Regions from separate parts of the Mus musculus genome. Here region 2 is linked to region 1. A link is a contact called in public HiChIP or PLAC-seq data. All regions are on one chromosome and are shown on one strand. Each heading gives the region's core, a stretch centred on a gene start, on an enhancer-like site or on the middle of the called end of the contact. The rest is flanking DNA. Distances are from core to core; before and after follow the strand shown. Region 1 holds the start of Alg9 (asparagine-linked glycosylation 9 (alpha 1,2 mannosyltransferase)). Region 2 has its middle 7.7 kb from the start of Gm32742.

Evidence for each region. HiChIP or PLAC-seq counts read pairs in DNA pulled down with a chosen protein or histone mark.
Region 2: a contact with region 1 is called in an H3K4me3 HiChIP or PLAC-seq map of the 230-238 cell line, with 6 times the contacts expected there. The contact joins the enhancer-like site here to the promoter of Alg9 in region 1. A contact is called at or near these places in 2 of 39 promoter capture datasets (the C10 cell line and pre-B cells), 5 of 115 datasets of contacts at active chromatin or transcription factors (the 230-238 cell line, bone marrow-derived macrophages, embryonic forebrain and 2 more) and 2 of 9 other capture datasets (adipose tissue and liver).

The regions. Positions count from the first base shown.
Region 1 is chr9:50,771,856-50,778,097 of GRCm38.p6, reverse strand. It overlaps Alg9 (asparagine-linked glycosylation 9 (alpha 1,2 mannosyltransferase)), which reads right to left and starts at 2,873. Exons shown (of 15, transcript NM_133981.2): 1 at 2,580-2,873; 2 at 1,419-1,554. The coding sequence starts at 2,713. It overlaps Gm38476 (a long non-coding RNA gene), which reads left to right and starts at 2,559. Exons shown (of 3, transcript XR_379372.3): 1 at 2,559-3,221; 2 at 4,052-4,100; 3 at 6,043-6,131. Fdxacb1 (ferredoxin-fold anticodon binding domain containing 1) reads right to left here. Exons shown (of 5, transcript NM_198675.2): 5 at 5,428-6,242. The coding sequence ends at 5,491.
Region 2 is chr9:51,173,437-51,179,678 of GRCm38.p6, reverse strand. No RefSeq gene overlaps it. Among named protein-coding and RNA genes, the nearest start is that of Gm32742, 7.7 kb to the right of the region's middle. Within about 2 kb of position 3,743, at least 31 of the 459 cell types and tissues checked have an H3K27ac peak or open chromatin away from gene starts, as enhancers often do. A contact at or near this core is called in the 230-238 cell line, where this site is marked.

The DNA.
Region 1 (6,242 bases), core at 1,624-4,123:
AAACAAACAAACACCAAACTGTAACCAAATAAAAGCACACACAACAAAACTGGAGTCCATTATATGGTGGTCAACTACTCCTGAGCATGAGGCCTGTCCTGGAGTGGTTGTATATCCAGTGTCACTTTACTGGACAAAACTGATTTTCCCTCTCTCAATATGGACAAATGACAGTTTACCTTTATGTTAGTGGCTAGGTTTTCATTCATTCATTTTTTTTAAAAAATCAAGATAAAATATAATAAGATAAAACAAAAACTACCACATCGAAGTTGGACAAGACAAACCAATAGATGGAAATTCAGTTCCATGTGACAGTTAATCATCAAATGCAGTGAAGACAGGAACTCAAGCAGGGCAGGAACCTGAGGCAGGAGCTCAGGCAGAGGCCATGGAGGGTGCTGCTTACTGGCTTGATCCCTGTGGCTTGCTCAGCCTGCTTTCTTATAGAACCCAGGACCACCAGCCCAGGGATGGCACCACCCAGAGTAGGCAGGACCCTCCCCCATCAAACACTAACTAAGAATATGCCCTACAGACTTGCCCTACAGTTGGGTCTCATGGAGGCATCTTCTCAGTTGAGGCTCCCTCCTTTTCTAATGACTGCCTGTGTCAAGCTGACATAAAACTAGCCAGCACAACAATTTTGGCAAACATAAGAAGAAATAAACTTAGAAAGGTGGAAGAATGTGGCTTCTGTCTAAGAAATGGGACTGACCTGAGGAAAATGCCTAAGTTTATTTCCCTCAAGTTTTGGAGTAATCATTAGCTTTAAAACCTATACCCACAAGTATTACTTAGACTTGCAAAACCATTTAAAAGATAATTGTAAATATCACCTTTGAGTATACCAGCTAAAGGTCATAGACTTTAATAGTAATTAAATCAACAATATGGGCTTTCTTTTAAGACCTATTTTATTTGCGAGTATATCTGCATGAGTGTAGGTATACATTTGTGTGCCTAGAGACCAGATGAGGACATCAGATTAGTTCTATTTTGAGACAGGGTCTCTCTGTGTAACCCAGGCTGGCCTAGAACTCATAAGAGCTGCCTGCCTCTGCCTCCAGAGTGCTGTGATTAAAGGCATGGGCCACCACGCTGGGCTGTCATATTTTGTCTTGGAGCTGAAGTCGCCTAAATTTGAGCTGCTGGGATGTGAACTATAATCCTCCTTACAACCATAAACCAACAGTTTTTAAGATATAAAAATGAAAACAATGTATTTTAATATTTTCCACACTTACATTCTACATGTTTAATTTGTCCTAAGTACCAAATCAAGATCAAAGGCCAAAATCCCAGAACTAGGGGCGAGGGATGTAGCCCACTGATAAAGTATTGCTTCAAATGCCCAAAACCATGGGTTAGATCCCTAGGATTGCAAAAACTAAAGCCCAGCTAACGAGATCACCTACTGGTTCCCAGTAGTTGAATGTTTCATCACAGTCCGAGATGTTGCTCAGAAGGGCTGCGCACAACCTCGCTGAGAGCAGACACTTGAAAGCAGTGGATCCTTCAGGGGCCCAGACTTGCCCTGCTTTATTTCCAGACCTGCCCAGAAGGAAAAAGCAAAATCAATCGTCTTATCAGGAAGGTCCTGCTAGGGAAGACTAAAACCCAGACAGGAAAGACAGGAATGGCAAAAGACAGCGCCGCAATAAAACCATTCACCTAAAAGAACTAAGGCTTTGTTATCCTTGAGAGTGAATAAGGAATTGCGTTTCCAATCGCACCGTCCACTTCCTGCTTCTAAGGTACACACTAATTCATACACCTTGGCCTGTTTCACCTCAAGCCAACTAATCACTCGCATGAAGACCACAGTGCTCTCTCTCTCTCTCTCTCTCTCTCTCTCTCTCTCTCTCTCTCTCCATTTCTTCCTTAAAGTCATTCCTTGTCATGGCTTTATCTCTTCCCTCCTCCTTCAAATGAATGAGGCTTAATATAAGACGCACGTGCAGACCGCCTCTGTTCCCATATACTAACAGCCACTTTAACGCAGACCTAACCTACAGGCTACCGGCTGCGAGGCTGAGGGGTTCTAGGGCTGGAAGCCTAGAGGGAGGGAGAAAACAGTAAACCGCAGTGAGACTCAGATGTAAAAGGCATACCAAGGGCTCTCACAGAGGTTCTGCTAACTCTACCAGCACGAAGCCTGCTCGTGTGGACTTGAACCCGAAGCATGGCAGACCCTGGCTGCAAAGATGCAGGGATCTGCTGCGGAGGGGCGATGATCGACGCCAAGTGGGACGCTCCCACGAGGGGCAGGAGTAAGAGCGCCGGGTGGCAGCCGAGATGCCGGCGGAAAGCAGACCCCCGGCGAGGAGCAAAGCCGCACGGCTCGCAGCAAAGAGCAGACCCCAGGCAAAGAGCCCCAGCTCGCAACGGAGAGCCGACCCCCGGGTGAGCGCAGAGGCCCGGTGGGGAGCCGACCCCCGGGTGAGCCAGAGCCCCCGCGGAGACCCCCGGGTGAGCCAGAGCCCCCGCGGAGACCTCCGGGTGAGCCAGAGCCCTGGAGGAGACCCCCGGAGCCGCCCGACCCACCCGCCGGCCACGCCCTCCGACCGCACACGTACTCTGGCCGCGGCTCTGCGCCTGCCTCCCGGCTGCCGAGCTGTTCCAGCTTCTCCGCCGCCGGGCCCGCATCCCCACCGCCGCCGCCACCGCCGCCGCCACCCTTGAGGCGCTGCCGGGCCCTTCGGCTCGCCATGCCCAGCGTCGGGGAAAGGATAGAACTCGGCACGCTACGAAATCGGCGAAGGCGCAGACATTGCTTGGCTGGAAAACGGTGTCCGCCGAGGGACAAAACGCCTCGACATGCGCAATAAAAACTGAAATACTGTGCCAATGGACCAATTGAGGCGAAGGCCGGAACGGCAGATTTCGCTTGCTCTCCTACTTCTGACTCTGGGTATTTCGTCCTTCCTTTATAATTTGCTTCCTCCACTTCTCAGCACTCCATCTTGCCAACGCTACAGTGTAGTAGTGTGTGGAGGTATAGCACAGCTGCCTACCCAAGGAGAGGTCTCTAAAAGGTTGCTTTAACATTTAACACCTTGCCTTGTCTTGTTGAGAGAGATGGAGGCAGCTAATAGTTCCTAAGAGACAAACCAGTGAGGCCAGGATTCAGACTGAGAAGTGAAAACCTGAAGAAATGCTACGCAGATCGTTCAAGCAGGCAGATGTCACTGACGTTGCTACAACACGGCTGGCTGGAGGTGATTTTTTTGTTTGTTTTTGGTTTTTTTTCATACATGCTTTTTAATTCTCTCTGCCTCCTTGCCTTTACTGCTAAGGAAACCAAGGTCCAAAGTTGCTTGGGTAATAAATGGAGGAGCTATATTCCAATTGAGAATCCTTTACAAACACATACTATTCTCACTACATTAACAACAAAAAAAGAAAGAGAGAGAGAGAAAGAGAAAGAAAAGAGAAGGAAAGGAAAGGAAAAAATAGAAAAGAGAAGCTCTTGTTGGAAGCGGGTTTTTTTTTTAAGGGGGGGGGGGGGCGTCCAGACTTGGTTTCAGGGGCCTTTCACAGAGACCCTTTACAAAGACAACTCCAGCAGATTGCTCACCCAATCCTGACAGCAGTGCTGCCTACCAGTAGAAATGCATACAGGATTCTAGAGGGAACATTGAGCTTGACAGAGTTAAACAAAAGGTTATAATGCCACTTCCTACATCGTAAAAATGGAGACTGATCATATACACCAGTTCCCACACACAGTCATTAATTACCAAGCCCACATCCAACCAGTAGAACACACGTGTATCCTTATGTAGCCTTTGATGAAGACTAAGGAAAGAACAGTAAGGATGTGAGCAGAGAAGCGCTTTGGTCAGACAGGCCCAAATGTCAAGCCTAGCTCTGACACTTAGGGTTCTCTGACTTCAATAGCCAATGATGAAAGATAGCAGTATCATGATGTTAATCCCAAATGTGTAACACATGTGATAAAACGCTCATAAATTCCACAAAGTCAGAAAGAGGAACTGAAAGTGTGGTGTATATATTGAAGTACTTGTTTTGTTTGTTTTTTTCTCAGGATCAAAAAGCTGAACTACAATAAAGTCACCAGCCACCAGTCTGAAGGGGTATTTTTGTTTGGTTGGTTTGTTTGTTTGTTTTTTATTAGATATTTTCTACGTTTACATTTCAAATGTTATCCCCTTTCCTGGTTTCCCCTCTGAAAATCCCCCTCCCCCTGCTCACCAACTCACTCACTCCTGCTTCCTGGCCCTGGCATTCCCCTACACTGGGGCATAGAACCTTCACAGGACCAAGGGCCTCTCCTCCCACTGATGACCAACTAGGCCATGCTCTGCTACATATGCAACTAGAGCCATGAGTCCCACGTCCCACCACGTGTTTTCTTTGATTGGTGGTTTAGTCTCAGGGAGCTCTGGGGGTACAAGTTAGTTCATATTGTTGTTCCTCCTATGGGGCTGCAAACCCCTTCAGCTCCTTGGGTCCTTTCTCTAGCTCCTTCATTGGGGAACCTGTGCTCCGTCCAATGGATGGCTGTGAACATCCACTTCTGTATTTGTCAGGCACTGGCAGAGCCTCTCAGGAGACAGCTATATCAGGCTCCTGTCAGCAAGCTCTTGTTGGCATCTGCAATAGTGTCTGGGTTTGGTGATTGTATATGGGATGGATCCCCAGGTGGGGCAGTCCAGCCATACCACTCCTGGGCATATACGCAGAAGATGCTCCAACATGTAGTAAGGACACATGCTCCACTATGTTCATAGCAGCCTTATTTATAATAGCCAGAAGCTGGAAAGAACCCAGATGTCCCTCAACAGAGGAATGGATACAGAAAATGTGTACAGAAAATTTTACACAATGGAGTACTCAGCTATTAAAAACAATGAATTCATGAAATTCTTAGGCAAATGGATGGATCTGAAGGATATTATCTTGAGTGAGGTAACCCAATCACAAAAGAACACACATGATATGCACTCACTGATAAGTGGATAGTAGCCCAAAGTTCAGAATACCCAAGATACAATTCACAAAACACAAGAAACTCAAGAAGAAGGAAGACCAAACTGTGGATACTTCAGTCCTTCTTAGAAGGGGGAACAAAATACCCATGGGAGGAGATACAGAGACAAAGTATAGAGCAGAGACTGAAGGAATGGCCATCCAGAGACTGCCCCACCTGGTTTGGTTTTTTAAGACAAGGTCTCACTATGTAGCCTTGGCAGGTCTCCTAAGCATCGGGATCAAAGGGCACCACCACTACCTCCACGGCCAGCCAGCCTATGCATTAAATGATGTTCACAGGCATCTTTAGGGGCCATCAACACTACTTGGGTCACACACACAAAAAAAAAAACAAAATCAAAAACAAAAACAAAACTTTTTTACACACACACACAAACACAAAACAAAACCACAAGAGTCCAGAAAGGAACAAGTTTCAAGTTGTTCTTTTTCACCCACATACAACAAACACTGCAGAAAGCTGTCACTAACCTATCGAGGTGAAACATGTAGCTGTCTTTGAATCTCTTTTCTGAACTGGGACTGCATTGCTGCTGCCAGCTGTGGGGTGAGAGCCTTATCACAAGTCTGATAGGTCAGTCTATAGCAGAGACTGACCTGCCGAGTCTCTGGATGCTGAAAACGATCACGGTACTGTACAGACACGACAGTGTCCTGAGACACCGCTCGGGCCACAGTGTGAAACTCCAGTTCATCAAATGCTTTCTTTTCATCTACCCAGAAACTAACGTCATGCACATAGCAGGGCGGATACAGAGAATAGCTTTTAAAGTGTTCTATTTTCCCAGGGGCAAATCTCTTCAGGAAACGGTTATCAAAAGTCCACAAAATTCTCCAATCAGAAATACCATAGGCAAGCATAACTAATAAGTCCAAGTTTATAGAAACAAACACGAAACACTGATGCTTATGTTTAACAATCTTAGATGTGAGAATAGATCCAATAATCAGATTCTCAGCACAATCTGGGCCAAAATTAAGAGACTTCACATGAATTATATAATCCTTTCCGTTTGGTTGAAGGACAAATTCCACCGAAGTGCCCAAACTAGAGCCCTCCTGCAATGTCTGAGTCAGAAGGTTACCCAGAGCATCCTTCAGGTGACCCAGCAGCGACGGAAGGCAACTCTCCTTCATATTGTTATCAAATCCAAGGATGAATAAAGTCTCGTGAAATGCTGGCATCATGAAAGGTAAGATGTGGCACTTCCGAAAGACAGGTC
Region 2 (6,242 bases), core at 2,494-4,993, 400 kb before region 1:
ACTGTTCCTTGAAGGCTCTAGTGTTAAAGGGTTCTAGTTTATGGGTTTTTGGATCACAAAGGCTCTAACCTCATTGGTAAATTAAGTTCTTGATGGAGCTATAACTTGGTGGCATTATTTGGTGGGGGAAAAGATTAGGAGGGATCTAGTTGAAGAGTGTGAGTCACCGGGGGTGTGCCCTAAAAGGATGTAGCCCATCTATGGCTCCTCTTTCTCTGCTTCCCAGTTTCCATAAGTGAGTGCCTTTCCTTGCCACACCCTTCCACTACAATGCACCACAGATCAAGAAACATGGGGCCAAGTTACTACGGCCTGAACCCTCTGACAACACGAATCAAGGTGAACCTTCTTTGTGTTGGTTTTCCTTGGGTATTTTTGTCACAGCAATGAAAAACTGACTGACACAAAGATTCTTATTTTCATCTGAGAGCAATGTGAGCTATGGAAGAGTGTAAGGGAGAGGAAATAATGATGTAATAGGCTATGTTGGCCTGAATACTCACCTACCTACCTCATTTTACCTAGAAGCAGAGAGTAAACCCAGCCTTTTGTCTGAGCCCATCAGGATTTGCAAACACCAAACTGGGCAATTTTAGAGCATACTTTGCTTCTAGCAAGCAGAGATATCTAAGTGCTTTGCAGAGGTAACATTTAGCCTTGTGCTTTCAGAGAAGCAGGACATCCCTATAGGCTCCCATCTGAGTCACAAAGCACAAAAAGTGCATTGCTTGCAAAGCCTCCCCTCTCATGGTGGCTGAGAAGCAAAGAGAGTGCTTGCCTCTATAACAAATGTCCCTCTCCTGAATAATCATTAAGCTTTGAATCCATCAATGGATTCTTCCATTCATGAAGTCAGAGCCCTCATGATCCAGTCGCCTCTCAAAGGCCCACTTCAAAATATTGCCACATTTGGGGACCATGCCTTCAGCACATGGCCTTTTGGGGGACACTTAAGAAAACATAACCACAACAGTGGACTTCCACTTCTTTTCTAGCCAAGTCCCTATGCTGCTGACTCCTGATTTATCCTTTGCAGTATACATCGGGGTTGTTCTTGAGGAAGGTAAAGCCCACTAGCTACCCCTCAGGGAGTTTCTCTGACTCTAAACACACTCTGCACCCAGATTCTGCTAGGAGAGCCTCCATAAGTAATGGGGCTCCCCCTACTGACAGCTCATGTGGTGGGGGTACCCAGGGAGAGTGTGGGGATGGGACTCTCTCCACTGGCTGTCTAGAAAAATTAGTTTTCAGGAGTACCCCAAGCTCACCCACAATCTACAACTCTCTCATATGCATAGCTTCATCCTGGAGATTAGAGGAGCCAAAGTCCTTTATGTAAGTGCTGGGGATCCCCAGACAACTGAAAACTCAAAACAAAAGCCAAGCATGGCGATGCAGACCTGGGATCCAAACACCGAGGAGTCTGAGGCAAGAGACCAAATCTGGGCTATAAAGTAAGACCTTGGCTAAAGTGGGGGGTGGAGAAAAGTTTAAATTATAAACTAGGATAGGTCCTTAATTCAGTGCTAGACCATACTGATGGGGTGAGTTTGGGGGTTCAAAATATGTCAAGCTCAAAGAATCAAATATGCCGAGCAACTCAGTTAAACAGCCAGGCTGACAGCCTTCTAGAGAGCTGGCTTACCTTCCCCCAAAGGTGTTACAAAACACTACTCACAACTAAACACAAACTGACAATGTCCAGGGACATGTCACAGAAGTAACTATATGAAATATAACATACATTATTCTCAAAGTACCCTGACATCTAGATAACCCCCAAAAAAAAACCTCTATATGTCTGAACATATATACATGAACAAGCTGAGGTGGACTGAGGGTGCACATAGGTCCTTCTGCAAAACTCCACCTTGGGAAAGATGTATGAGCTATGGTCAGAAGGAAAGGCCTTGGATCCAGAAGTCCCAGAGGCCTGAGCCCTTCCCCAAGTCCTGCCAGGGTAGGAACTCAGAGAGCCCGACATCCCTGTTTAGGTACTGAGTCACCATGAAACCCCTTCATAGCTTCCACAGTTTCAGAAACCACACACAAGAAGCCCAAAGTCTTGGGGGAAAACATTAGTCTCTGCTACCCCAACCAACACTGTGAAACAGTCAGAAGTGGTCAGAAGAGCATGTGGTTGTAAGGAAGATGGAGGCTCTGTGGTTAATCTTAGGGTAACTCCCATCCACAGTCAATTTCACAGTCTGGTACCAAGGATACTGAGTGCTGCTCAAGTAGACGTTACAGTAATCCCCCATTATCAAGATTCCACTGTGTGTGCTAGCAGTTGCCTTTGATCCAATAAAATCTGAATAACCTGCTAAAATCTTACAGCATCCTGCTCCATCTTGTCCAGAATGTCACTCAAGCTGTGTACTAATGGACTATGCCCATTACACACTTAGTGTCTCAGATATCAGGTTGACAGTCTCAGTATCACAGCGCTTATAATGGAGATAACCCTTACATATCAACCTGATGATAGATCATGATGTGTCACTTCATCTCATCATAGACATTATGCTATCTCGCATCATCAAAGGGTGAAGAAGTTAAGTGCAGCATAAATACAGTATTTGAGAGAGAGGAAGCACTCATACAAATTTTATTATAGTAGTTTTATAAATAATTATGTTATCATTTACTGTCAGTCACCTACCATACCTCATTTATAAATTAAACTTTAGCATAAAAGTATATGAAGGAAAAAAAAAATATATATATAGATTCAGTACTCTTTGTGGTTTTGGGAATCTGCTGGGATTGCATAACATATCTCTTTGATTAAGGACGGCCATTATACTCAATTTGGGAGCTGGCTAGACATAGAGGACGAGACATGGGAAGCAATGAAACTGAGCTAGACCCAAGCCAAGGTGAGTCCTATGATACTGGTGACATCATCAGATCATAAGGGAGTCAAGAAGATGCTGCAGTGACAGAGGACCTGATGAGTTGATATGCACCCTCTGAGTCTGACCTACCAGTGAGGCCTAGGGCGGTCCATCCAGTGAACGATAGCTGAGAAATCAGGAAGAAGAGAATGTAGGTAGCCAAGCAACGAGGGGAGAGGGGCTGGCTTGTAAGCAATCACATTTCTTGAGGTCCTAGTACTACCTCTACTCTAAGCCCTTTGGAAAAATGAGTTCACTTTCAAAAGCCTTAACCCTTCCCCCAGGGAACACATAATGGAGAAAGCATGTCTGTGACTGGAGATATGCTTCAGTCGGTAGTATGCTTGCCTAGTATGTACAAGGCCTTGGGTTCAAACCCTGCCATCCCATAAACTGCCTGTGGTCCCAAATAATACTGTAACACTAGAACTTGGAAGGTGGAGACAGGAAGATCAGGAGTTCAAGATCATCTGAAGCCACACTGGTGGGCTTAACATTAGCCTGGGCCATATATGATCTTGTGATGGGGACACACCCTTAGGTCTGTGTGGTGCGCCTGTTGGGAGGGTGCACAATGGGGTTCCATCACCAATGTCCTTTGCAGTGCTGGCAGTTTACCTGGAGTTCTTGTCCAACAGTGACTTCATCTTCACTTTCTAGAGACCCTAACTCCTTAGCTTTTCCCAGTAATTGAAGGACTAGAAAGGCCCAGCTTCCAGATAGTGACCATCACTACACCAGAAGTTACTTTCTTACCAGCACCCATAACTTCTTACCTCTTCCTACATCAAGAAACAGACATGCCTGGACAGGCCTGACCCAACCAGCCCCCAGGGCTAGGATGAGAAAGCTGACATCTCCCCAGAGGTGACTCAGAGTACACATGTACCAACAGACCAGGTCCTCTAGGCTGTCCCGGAGCCTAAGGGTTTCCATCAGGACAGTTACCAGGCAAATAGCCTTCTTCAATGCATGACCCATCAGTGAAGTCTCAGAAACAGAAGTAAAACTGGCTCCCCACAAATAAGTTCACTTCTTTTGAGACCTTAAAATGTGTTTATAGCAGCATTTCTTCATAAAAAGGTAAAGAAAAAGACCCTGCCTATCTCTATGGTTTACTGAAATGTCTCTTTTCTCTCACAATGCTGTAAACCCAACCCCCTACCTACTCTTTTACCCTTGCAAAAGGAACTATTAAATTGAAATCGTTGACCAATGATCTGTTCTCTACTCCTCTCCAGCTCTGAAGGTAATAAAAAAGGTGAAGACAATTCACACGTGCGCGTGCACACACACACACACACACACACAGGCACACACACACACACAGGCACACACACACACAGGCACACACACAGGCACACACACACACACACACACACACACACACACACACACACACAGGCACACACCTCCTCCTTTTGAAGAAAGGCAGCTTGATTATAGACCTTTAGGACCTCCCAGGAGAGGCCAGGGGAGATGAACCGTAGCAGGCAAGGAGGGCCATGCTTGCTCACCCAGACTTTTGCTCATCACTCCCAGAACAAGCCTCTTATCTCATGCAGGCAATACATGGCCAACACCACATAAGACAACAGAAAAAGAAAAAGAAAAAAAAAGGGACTTTTTCTAATAAATAGTCCTTTGCAACTAATCCACTCTTTGTAACTGTCAGGCTTCATGGTGCTGGCAGCAAGCCCATCAGATAACAATGCAGCTGTGACCCGAGAAACGTGAGAAGAGATGAAGATTAATAAAGACGAAAAACACGTTTGGTAGCTACATCTAAGTGGAGGTCCGAGGGGAGCCTTCATAGGATGTCTTAGCAGTTTAGGGATGCCACAGCAATAGGGGTCAGTCAGATTCATGAGACCCGAAAGCAGAAAAGCCGGAGTCTCTTCCCTTCTGCATAGACATGTATTCTTTGAAGCATCCCGAGACAGCAAGAGTGAAAATGGCATCACTTGACAAGTCATATTTTATTGTCCCTAACCCTCCTGACTGAGGACACACACAGCCCAGCAGAGAGATGTCCCAAAGCAATAGAATCACCCACTTATGTTCTACAAGGTCTAGAAAGTAGCCATGACAAAGCAAGGCAGAGCTACAGGGAAAGTGTTTTGACCAGAGATCCTATTTTCTTCACCCACATGTTCAGGGAAATATTCAGACTAAAATCTCTTGAGTTGGTGCTGCCCACAAGTAAGTAGAGTTTGAGGACATACAGATTAGAAATTCTCTCTGTGTGTGTGTGTGTGTGTGTGTGTGTGTGTGTGTGTGTGTGTAATTGTGGAAGAATAAATAAGTTTTGTTTTGTCTTACAAAAATGTGGATGATTGTCCTTAAAGAACAACATCCAAGGCTGACACATAGGTGCACATATGTATACCCCTAACACAGCAGGAGAGGGAGAGGGAGATGGAAAGGCTAGCCTTAGCTAAGTAAGATGTCAAGGAAGGAATAAAGAATTTAGCTAATTTATTACATGTCTATGCCCTTAACTAACTGCCTCCACCACCATCTACAATGAGATCTTCACATTCTTCTCCAAACCAGACCCTCGGTATTATATTCAAATCCTGCCCTACACGTCTTAATTCTTTTCCTCCAGTCCCTGTGAGACTCAGTAGGCCATTCTGAGGTATAGAGCTTTGCAGTGTCTCTAGCCAAGGAACCTCTGTTCTCTCCTGGAGGAGCTAGGGGTTATGAGCCTCGGTCAGGAATCGGGTAGTGATTGTTCTCCCATTCACTGAGACGGGGTTTCTCATTTAAACCCAAAGCTTGCTGAGCAGATAGATATGATTAACCTACAGCTAGATGTAACTAGTCTTACCAGGTGGCTGGGTCCTGTCTCTACCTTCCAAGACTAATATTATAGGTGAGCCACCACATGCCAACTTCAACATGGGTTCTGGGTATCTGAACTCCAGTCTTCATGCTTGAGTGGCAAGCATCTCCGCAGCCCACCTTACATTGTCACTGAATTAACATTAATACTGCACAAAATCCACCATTTTAGTCACTTAAATCATACAACGAAGTGACTTCCAGTGTTGTACAGCCATCACCATTATCTAGCTCCAGAACAACTCTGTCATTCTCCAAAAGAAATACCAAGCATATGAAGCTTGCCTTCTACTGACAGAGCTGAGCGTCATGCTCAAGGGAAGAGAAAATGTGCACATACGGCTGAGATAGAGCAGGCAGGCCGATGAGCTGAGAGGCAACAAACGGACAACTAGAACACTGCTTGAAAGCTATTCTGCTTGAGAAAACACAGCCTGGGAATCAAGAAACTTGTTCAAAGTCCTATGCCAGATGAAGTCACACTGGCTGGCACAGACT